Regions from separate parts of the Bicyclus anynana genome. Here region 1 is linked to region 2. A link is a contact called in public Hi-C data. All regions are on one chromosome and are shown on one strand. Each heading gives the region's core, a stretch centred on a gene start, on an enhancer-like site or on the middle of the called end of the contact. The rest is flanking DNA. Distances are from core to core; before and after follow the strand shown. Region 1 holds the start of LOC112058315 (headcase protein). Region 2 overlaps LOC112058315 (headcase protein).

What was found. A called contact is a pair of places that touch in the nucleus more often than the background predicts.
Region 1: a contact with region 2 is called in a Hi-C map of whole body, with 1.5 times the contacts expected there. The contact joins the promoter of LOC112058315 here to the enhancer-like site in region 2. A contact is called at or near these places in 2 of 2 Hi-C or Micro-C datasets (whole body and whole larva).

The regions. Positions count from the first base shown.
Region 1 is chr9:5,729,809-5,734,311 of ilBicAnyn1.1, forward strand. LOC112058315 (headcase protein) reads right to left here and starts at 1,796. Exons shown (of 5, transcript XM_024099037.2): 1 at 1,023-1,796. The coding sequence starts at 1,612.
Region 2 is chr9:5,671,489-5,676,112 of ilBicAnyn1.1, forward strand. All of the region lies in intron 2 of LOC112058315 (headcase protein), which reads right to left. Among protein-coding and RNA genes, the nearest start is that of LOC112058315, 58 kb to the right of the region's middle. Within about 2 kb of position 2,208, at least 7 of the 8 cell types and tissues checked have open chromatin away from gene starts, as enhancers often do.

The sequences.
Region 1 (4,503 bases), core at 546-3,045, 58 kb after region 2:
GTAGGGCAGTAAAAATATTACCAAACTATAAACTATAACGATATTTTGAAACTTGACGTTTAACATGACCGTGTGTGGCTGGCGTTACAGTCAATATTTTAAAATAGGAGTTCTTACCTACCTGTACAGTGACAGGAATTAAATTGGGTAGGTAGGACTACACGCAATTTTAACTAATTTATGAGGTAAGATTTTATAGCCTGTATGTACCTACCTAGGCTCCAAAATAAATGACGACCGATTTAAAAATTTCTTTCAGTGATTAAAACTACGTTTTCCTACGGGAATGGAACGATGGTGGAACCGCGGTGGTGGTATTTTAAATATTGACAAAATGAGTAAAGTTGGTCTATGAAAAAATATGATAAGTTCATATTCTTACCTACTACTGCCGGTGTACGATTTTCACCGTGTTACGATTTAGGACAACCTAGACATAGATTATTCCTGGTGTCTGCTTTTATAACTGTAACACCTCGATAGGTGTACATTCTAATTGCAATTAACCTGGGTAGGTGTTCCCACCATTAGTTTCTATTACACAGAAACGTGCTATCTAATTTTGTATCTTAATTCAATGCATAGAAAAGGCCCAAGGGGTCCGGTTTTCGAACAAGACAAGCTCCGAGACCCGATAACCAGTTCCCCGCCAATTATGCGGCTCTTAACGATTTAATACATAAACAACCGGCGTTCGAGGCACCGTAGGCGTCGCTCGTACTCTTGTATAGAAAACATATTTTTGCGTAGGTGTGGCCATTTGCGCGGCCGGCGCCACTTACCGCCAATCTTACAAAATAAGGCGTGATTGCATTATTATTTTATCCATATGCAACCCAGTGTGAGCCGCGGACATGATCGGACTTCTAACAACTCACTCCGGCTCAAATACCACCATGTCTACCCACCTTTTCAATTATTCATCATACAAAGTTGTCATGACGCCTGTGTTTACTGAGTTGTAGTTGCGTCAGTATCGGTGACAAAACGTGCTGCTTGTCAGATTAATATGTATTGCTTACCTGATCCTGTCGGAAACGAGTTCGGGTTTCGAGTTCCTTTTCGCGGGAGTCAAGTTGAGCGGTGGCGCGTGTGTGGGGCTCGCAGACGGCTCCGAGGAAGCGGACGGCGGAGAGCAGGAACCTGAGCTCGAGAGGCTGAAGGCCCGGGAGCGGACGTCGACCGGCGCTGGCGTGCGGCCCGGCCGTGCCCTCCTGCGTTTCTTCTTCTCATCGTCCGCTCTGATCGCCGTGCCGGGCGGAGTCCAGTCTAAGTCTTTCTTCAAGTGGCCGCGACCGCACCGGCAGCCGCACGCTTTGAACGCCAAGTCATAGCCCTTCTTCGTCCACAGATTCTGGTGTCTCTGCCTCTCGGACCACGATCGTGCGCGGCCACAGGACTTGAGGTAAGCGAGCACGCCGGCCTCCCATTGCTCGAAGCACTCTCTGTGCATGTACCGGCCGACGGCGCACGTGTCGTTGTTGCAGAGCACGCGGATAGCGTCTTCCACGCGCACGGGCTCCCGGGGGCGCAGGCACTCGCCGGGCACGCAGCAGCCGTGGGAGTCGTCGGACTCCCGCTCGCCGGTAGCGCCCTGCCGTCGCGGAGCCATGCTGCACCACGATCGACTCAACGAAATCGAACGTGCCGCCGCGGTGTATCGGAACGCGTCACGCGAAACACATGCTTGCCGGAGCGCGCGCGGCCGACTAATAACCGCGAGTGAACGAAAGCGAAATTTCAAGAGCGCAGCGCGTCGCCGCGCCGCCGCCGCGCCACCCGCCTGCACGCGGGGCTGACCTTGCGGCGCGGGGGCCGCGGGGGCGCGGGGGTGCAGCGAGGGGCGGGGCGATGCGGCCGACGCGCGACGGCCCGGGTGGGGAGAAAGTGCCTAGCGAATTTTCACTTTCGCGCGGTACCGGGGCCCTACCCGTGCCCGGGCCCGGGTAGCGACTAGCGACAGCGACGCAGCGGCGGTCGATGGCGGAACCGCGGACCGAGCCTGCCGCGCCGACGACTGCAGCGGTGCCAAAAAATGCAATTGCTATTCACTTTTTTTATCCTACCCGAATCACTTACGCTACTAATAACATTCTGTTACTTTAGGTACAATGTAGTACATCGTTGGTTAGTCGATAGTTTAATTTTTAAATTATTAATACCGAGCAGTAGTGTATGAAATAATACCTATTTATTATTTTAGTGACACACCCCAAGTTCCCTGGACCCGAATCCTCGTGTTCTTAATCATAGCTTTTCAGATATTTGACCAACCTTGCACTTCCACCAGAATACCTACTTATGAAAAATACCTAATTTAATTCATTTACTAAGCTAATTTAAATAATTTATTCAAAGGTTTATCTCTAAATCCTTTTAAAATTCTTACAGAACCAATTTAATTAAGATTACGTCTAAACTGGTTACCATAGAAACTTTTTATTAAAAATAAATAGCTATTGTAATTAAGTTTATGATCTGCAGTTAACTACAAATCATACTCTGCTGGTGCGTTAGGTATTTAAAACTTAATTTAGCTCGTGACTCATCTTGTTATTATTATCTTGGTATTTGTTATGTTGATATTAAAATGTTTACAATTATAGAAATGATATGAGTTCTAACACACTAGCGTTTCTGTATATACCTATTTGTTTTTTTTCTGATTATGTAGGTGTAGTAAGCTTCATAATGGGACCTCAGCGGCGTAACCTCAGGGGGTTTGGGTGAACGCAAAAGCATCACCTGATGGGGCCCGAAGGCAGCAGCAGAGTAAATGGCCGAAACGACTTTCTAAGTATCCTCTGCGACTCGGACCTCGGTTTATAGGGCCGTTTGTCTGTCATAAGAACCTTCTCCTGACAATGACAAACACATCAAAAAAATAGTGAAATCGGTCCAGCTGTTCACGCGTGATGGCGTGATCAAGAGATGTATGGATTCATTTTTCTATAGTTATATAGATATCGATATATTTCGGTGTTCGGACTCTTATTCCATGTACCTACTTACTATACAAAATTAATATTATTTTATATTAAATTTGACATGAGTCAACGAGGTACCCTATTCTGTTACCCCTAACTAGGTACTATCATTAATACTCAATACCTATACAAATAAATAAAACATAAAACCTGTGATTTCAAAGATAATTGTGTTTTATCAAGTACTTACCAATAGCTATTTACACAAAACCAAAACCAACCAAGCTTTTTTAAAATTTTTGTCTATCCACCTGTTTGTTCGGAACCTAATCTAATCTTTGGAACAGCTGACCGGTTTTTAATGGGACTTCTACTGGAAGATAGAAGAAGTAATTGAGCAACATAAGGTTATTTCATAACGGAAAAATCCATATTTTCCGCGGGATTTGTGAAAAGCTAAATTTCACCTGAAGTCGCGGGCGTCCGCTAGTCTAACTCATAAATACATAAAAAAGATTACGAGTTTCTTAAGAGTTATTCAAATAAAAGAATTACGCATTACTTGCGCAATTTCGTGTCCAGTTCCCCATTATTAATACAGAAATAATAAATACTCTCGGCGGGCCATTCATGTGAACAGAGCACCGCACGTGTGGATACTATGGGGTGAGATGAAAGGAACAATGGCTTACTTCAAGACCGGTTCAAGGCTGAGCGCCATGGCTCTATGGTAGCCTGCAAGGTTTGTTCTGTTTTTGTACTATACAAAGGAAGTTGTTATGTTTTGTGTCACTAGATGAAACTAGCAGATGGCCATGGTATAGGAGGAAAAGTATTGACTCTAATAGACCACCTTGGAGGATACACTCGATAGGTGCCCGTTGATTTCGACATAGGTAAGCTACATTCAGATGGCCAAAGCCTGGACACCTGGGCATGTTATAGTATTAGGGCCCAGGGAAAAAATATAAATTCATGATTTATGTACCTATTGACAAAACTTTGTGGTACGTAAGTATGTGATATTTTATGCAAGCCGGACAAAACTATGAAAGACGCGTTTGTTGGTTTTGATCTTCACAGAATAGCAAAAAGATGTAAAGGGTGGCATTCCTGGATCATTGACATCTAGAGCCGCAGCAAACGTTTCGCTTCAACGTTTCTTATTCGAACTGCTGTAGTGTGGAATGCCCTTCCGCCGTCTTTGTTTTCTACCATCTACAATCTAAAACCTTGAAGACAGTCTATTATCTAGACAAGCGCGTCCTATCTTCCTCCTAGACCTCATCATTGCCTTCCATTGCGTATGATTGAAGTAACGCAAGCCTGTTGACTATAAAAAAGCCATCCGATAAGAAATATACCTACCTCCCCCCTGAAAATTGTCCGACATAGTTACTACTTGATTTTGAATACCTATGATCTTTATCCATTTTACAAAAATCGGCTCTGCGGTTAATTTTTATTTTTATAAACAAATACCTAACCTAATCAACTTTACATTAGTATACTACTAGATACACTAGACCGGATTTATTGGGATTCATATGCTAATCATCAGCAGTGGACTTCCATG
Region 2 (4,624 bases), core at 958-3,457:
TACAATTATTATAGAGTATCTTGACCATCAATTATCATTAGATGTTATTAAAAAGTTGAAGGTAGGTAGATATTATTTGACTAAACATTCTGTCGGTAGATAATACATTCAAATATTTTTTAATATAAAAAATCTTATTTAACACTCTTTATTTCTACACTACAATAATTAAAAAACAAGCAAAATAGAAACATAAGAAGTAGAATACAAAAGGCGGCCTTATCGCTTAGTAGCGATCTCTTCCAGGCAACCTTAGGCTTAGGAAATTATATTAGGACAAATTACTGTAAGTGGCGTGTACTTATTATTGTTAAAAACTTATTATACGTATATTAGCTATTAATAAAATATAGTAGGTACCTACTACACCATAATGGTATAAGATTTATTTTTATTACATATCATAAATTACTTACAATATGTAATCTAAGTAAACCTAGTCACCAATGCTGTATCGTGTGCCAAGTGGATTGAAATAATGCCTAAGGTCTACGACCTATAAGTAATTCATAGAATGGGCGAGCGAGCGAGGTTCGGCCCGATATGGCAGGTGGGTTATGTAAGCAGGCGCAGTCACCGATACCAAATGCCAGTGCTACTCCTTAGTTAGAACCAAGGCCTCCAAACAATTGAAAGTAGATGAAACAAGTTTGTGCACCGTGCATACCACCTAATTCACGAGTAACGGTGAAATACAATTAAGGGTTCGTTTACACGAGCAGCAACTGCTAACGACTGCCGTTGACTGCAGTTGACTGCAATCGGCGACTGCTGTCGAGATGTCGCCAACTGCAGTCGTCGGTAGCAGTTGCTGCTCGTGTAAATGAACGTCTTGAATTTAAATTTGTTTGGGCACTTCGCGCAAATTATGTCCAATTTACATCAGGTGCTGTCTGAATAGGGTAGTTGACTCATATCAAATTTAATATAAACAATATTAATTTCGTGTAGTACATGGAATAAGGGTCTGAAATATATCGATATTAATTAATAGAAGTTAAGGATTTCTTATGAAACTTAATTTAAAAAATATGTAGATATTTTTTAAAATTTTTCAAACGGAAAAAACGCTGTCGTCTATTTTGTGACGTTTCAATGTTACTTGGTGACTTATGTGCAAAATGTCAAAATAATATTTTTGTCAAACACTCCGTTTGTAAAGGATTTGTTAACGTGACGTCATGTGAAACAGTTGAAATATAAACCATCATGGATGACAGGCGTTTTGGCTCGTATTGTCTAAAAAAATTAAAAAAAATAAATCATGTAATAACGTCTCAACAAAATATCTAGTAAAACGATAATGTACTATTTAAGACCATTTTAAAAAGTGTCAACTAGCATATTAAATAGATGAAACACGTTTAAGCACCGTGCATACCAGGTATTCAGGAGTAACGGTGAAATAATTGTTAAATACAATTAAGTCTAAATTAGTTAGCAAACTTCGCGCAAATGCCCCGTTTACATCAGGTGCTGTCCGAATTACCAACCACGAGCCAAATTACGATAAACTTTATTAGGTCTCATAATGATAATACCTAACTGTTAAAAGTCGTCGACTAAACGTAAGTGCCCAGGTAGTTGTCTATACTTCTCTTCTACACTAGCGGACGCCTGTGACTTCGTCCGCATGGAAATCAATGTAAACTTTCAAGACCTATTACACCACTTTAAAAAAAATTTAATCACAAAAGTAACTGCTCCTTGTGTCAAGTGGCAAGACTATGTAGCTTCGGATCACGAAGGCCTGGGTTCGAGTCCTGGGTCTAAAGTTGGGAAATTGGTGTTGTCACATCCTCATGCATCGGAGAGTGCGTTATGCCAGAGGTTATGTAGTCAGTGCTGGTAATTATGACTAATATCTGATAGTGATAATTAAATAGTCAAATATTATTAGTCTAAGCATAAGTACCAACCCGCATTGTAGATTTATGCTCCGTAGATATCCATAATGATGAATGGATGGATGAGGCATGGCTCTGTTCAAATAAGATGACAAAGAAGTTGCTTTTTGTTTTACTTTATGAAATAAAATAGGATCATTTACATCCATTTGTATCCATCCATTTTTGATATGACAGTTCATCTACGTATTGAAGGTCTGCAGTGTCTAAATACGGAGGACCAGGGAGGCAGCAACTGCCGGGTGGTTAGGGACGATGAGTTACGATGAGAGGGATGGATTTATGTGGGAAGGGGTGGTTGCGAGCGAGACGGCAACAGGACACGGACGGGACGAGTGCAGTAAGTGTGCACACAGACACGATCGATTAGTGGGACCGCCGCCCGCCGCCGATCTATCTATCGACCTTTGCTTTCGCATTTCGAAATTACTTCCCAATTGTAACAAATTACAAATTGTACCTTATGAAATTACAATTGTACCTTTTGTGCAATCTGTAGTATACGAGTAGCAGCTAATGGAGTTTGTTCAGATGAAAATGTGTATTCGAAGCCACGACCTGGTAATGTGTATTACCACGACTTGATCTCGATCTTTTTATGCAGCCCTAATTGTTTTATTGTTTTAAAATAATGTACCTACTTGTCTAACTGTACTTTAATTATTAGGTATTTTTGACTAGTGAATGGTGGTGGAAATTGTCAAATATTCTTTTTGATTAATTTTGACTTAGGTAATTCATTTGACTTCGATTATATGCGACCAGTTCTCTCGTATGAACCTATTCGTACCTATTATAACATAAACCGCAACAAAGAACAATAGTATTGTGGTTCATCCCTTCCCAATCACCAAAGGCAAAATAGAAACAGCACAGCTTACCCAGTGCAAATAAACTTACAATATTTTATAAAATGTGTAAAAAATAACACATTTAATTTATAGAGAAACAAAACCCGCTGGAATGAAAATAATACAAAGTACGTTCCATTTTTATAATCCATTGTTAATTCATTTGCTATATTCATGCCAAGTTGGAAGTCCCAGGTGGCGATGCAAAATCATTTCGTGTTCGAGGCACGTCGCCGCCCGGTGATCACTTAAACCTGAGAGCTGCCGTGATTATATAGAATTCATCGGATAAGCCACAGCAGTGGATTTTTAGAATTCCGTACTCAAAGGATAAAAACGGGACCTTATTGCTGAGACTCGGCTGTTTGTCCGTAGGCACTCAGAAGGTACCGTAATAGTCCATCATAATCATCATTATCAACCCATATTCGGCTCACTGCTGAGCTCGAATGTCCTTTCAGAATGAGAAGGGTTAGGCCAATAGTCCACGCTGGCCCAATGCGGATTGGCAGACTTCACACACGCAGAGAATTAAGAAAATTCTATGGTATGCAGGTTTCCTCAGGATGTTTTTTCTTCACCGTTTGAGACACGTCGTGATATTTAATTTCTTAAAATACACACAACTGAAAATTTGGAGGTGCTTGTCCCGGACCGGATTCGAACCATCAACCTCCGAATTCGGTGGCAGAGGCTCATATCCACTGGGCCATCATGGCTCTCTTATACGAGCTTTGTATGATAGTGTTAAAATCATTAACGACCACTACCAGATATCGATAATAATCGACAGCTTAACGTGACTCAGAGGCACGGAAGCTTCCAATTGGTGAAAGATTTTTTTTTAAATCGGTTTAGTAATTTTTGAATGTATTCGTTTGTTTCATACAAAAATCTAAATCTTTCCTCTATTAAAATATTAGTGTAGTACGGAAAACCGTGCGCCAGTCCGACTCGCACTTTGCCCGTTTTTTATTTATGAATTTTTCATTCCGAATAGTGAGACTGGGTAATAGAATAATTTCAATAGGACGTGATCGGTACTCAACGAAAATATCTTAGTGTTTGATATACCCAATCTACCTGCCCTTTGGTCGTCTTTGATTGAGATGTTTATCTTGTGTCTGATTATACATATTTAATACCAATGACCTTGTAATAATTATAAAGTCATGGAATAACAACAAATAAAATGTTATTTGCAAATAAACACGACAAGTTACGATATGATACTAATTTGAAGTCATTTGATTAAGTTTTATAATGTAGGTAAAAAGGTGAAAAGCGTAGTTCAGCGATAATATTTAATAAAAAAAAAACAACAATCAAAAAATCTAAATCAATGTTTTTATTCAGTTAGGACTTTTCTTCATTTGATTTACATTCCTAATGTTCGTACATCATCTTTATTCCAATGAAATTTTAGTATTTATATTTATACTTAGACTTTATATTTTAGTACTCGAAATTTTATACCAAAAATAAAATTTACTTTCATTGCAAGTAATCTCAGTATCATGATTTTCGACATCCAAATTTAATGGTATCTCATTATCATCTATGCAAATAAAAAAACACATTACAGTTTCAGCTACAAGCAAATATAGGAACACTAACAATATCCATTAAGTCTTGAAATAATGGCTTAATACTGCCGCGAAATTGCTTCAATTCATCAACATTACTTTTTATTGGACGTAATTGCTTTGTTACGCTGTCTTAAATAGGATTTATTTTATTGCACCTAAATCATAAAATTGTTGTTTGTTTTTATATCTAGTTATTTCTATGGGAAACTACTGAAATAAGTGGAAATAAATCTAAACGCCAAGGTCGGTATTATAAGGAATGTGTATTATCTTTGCA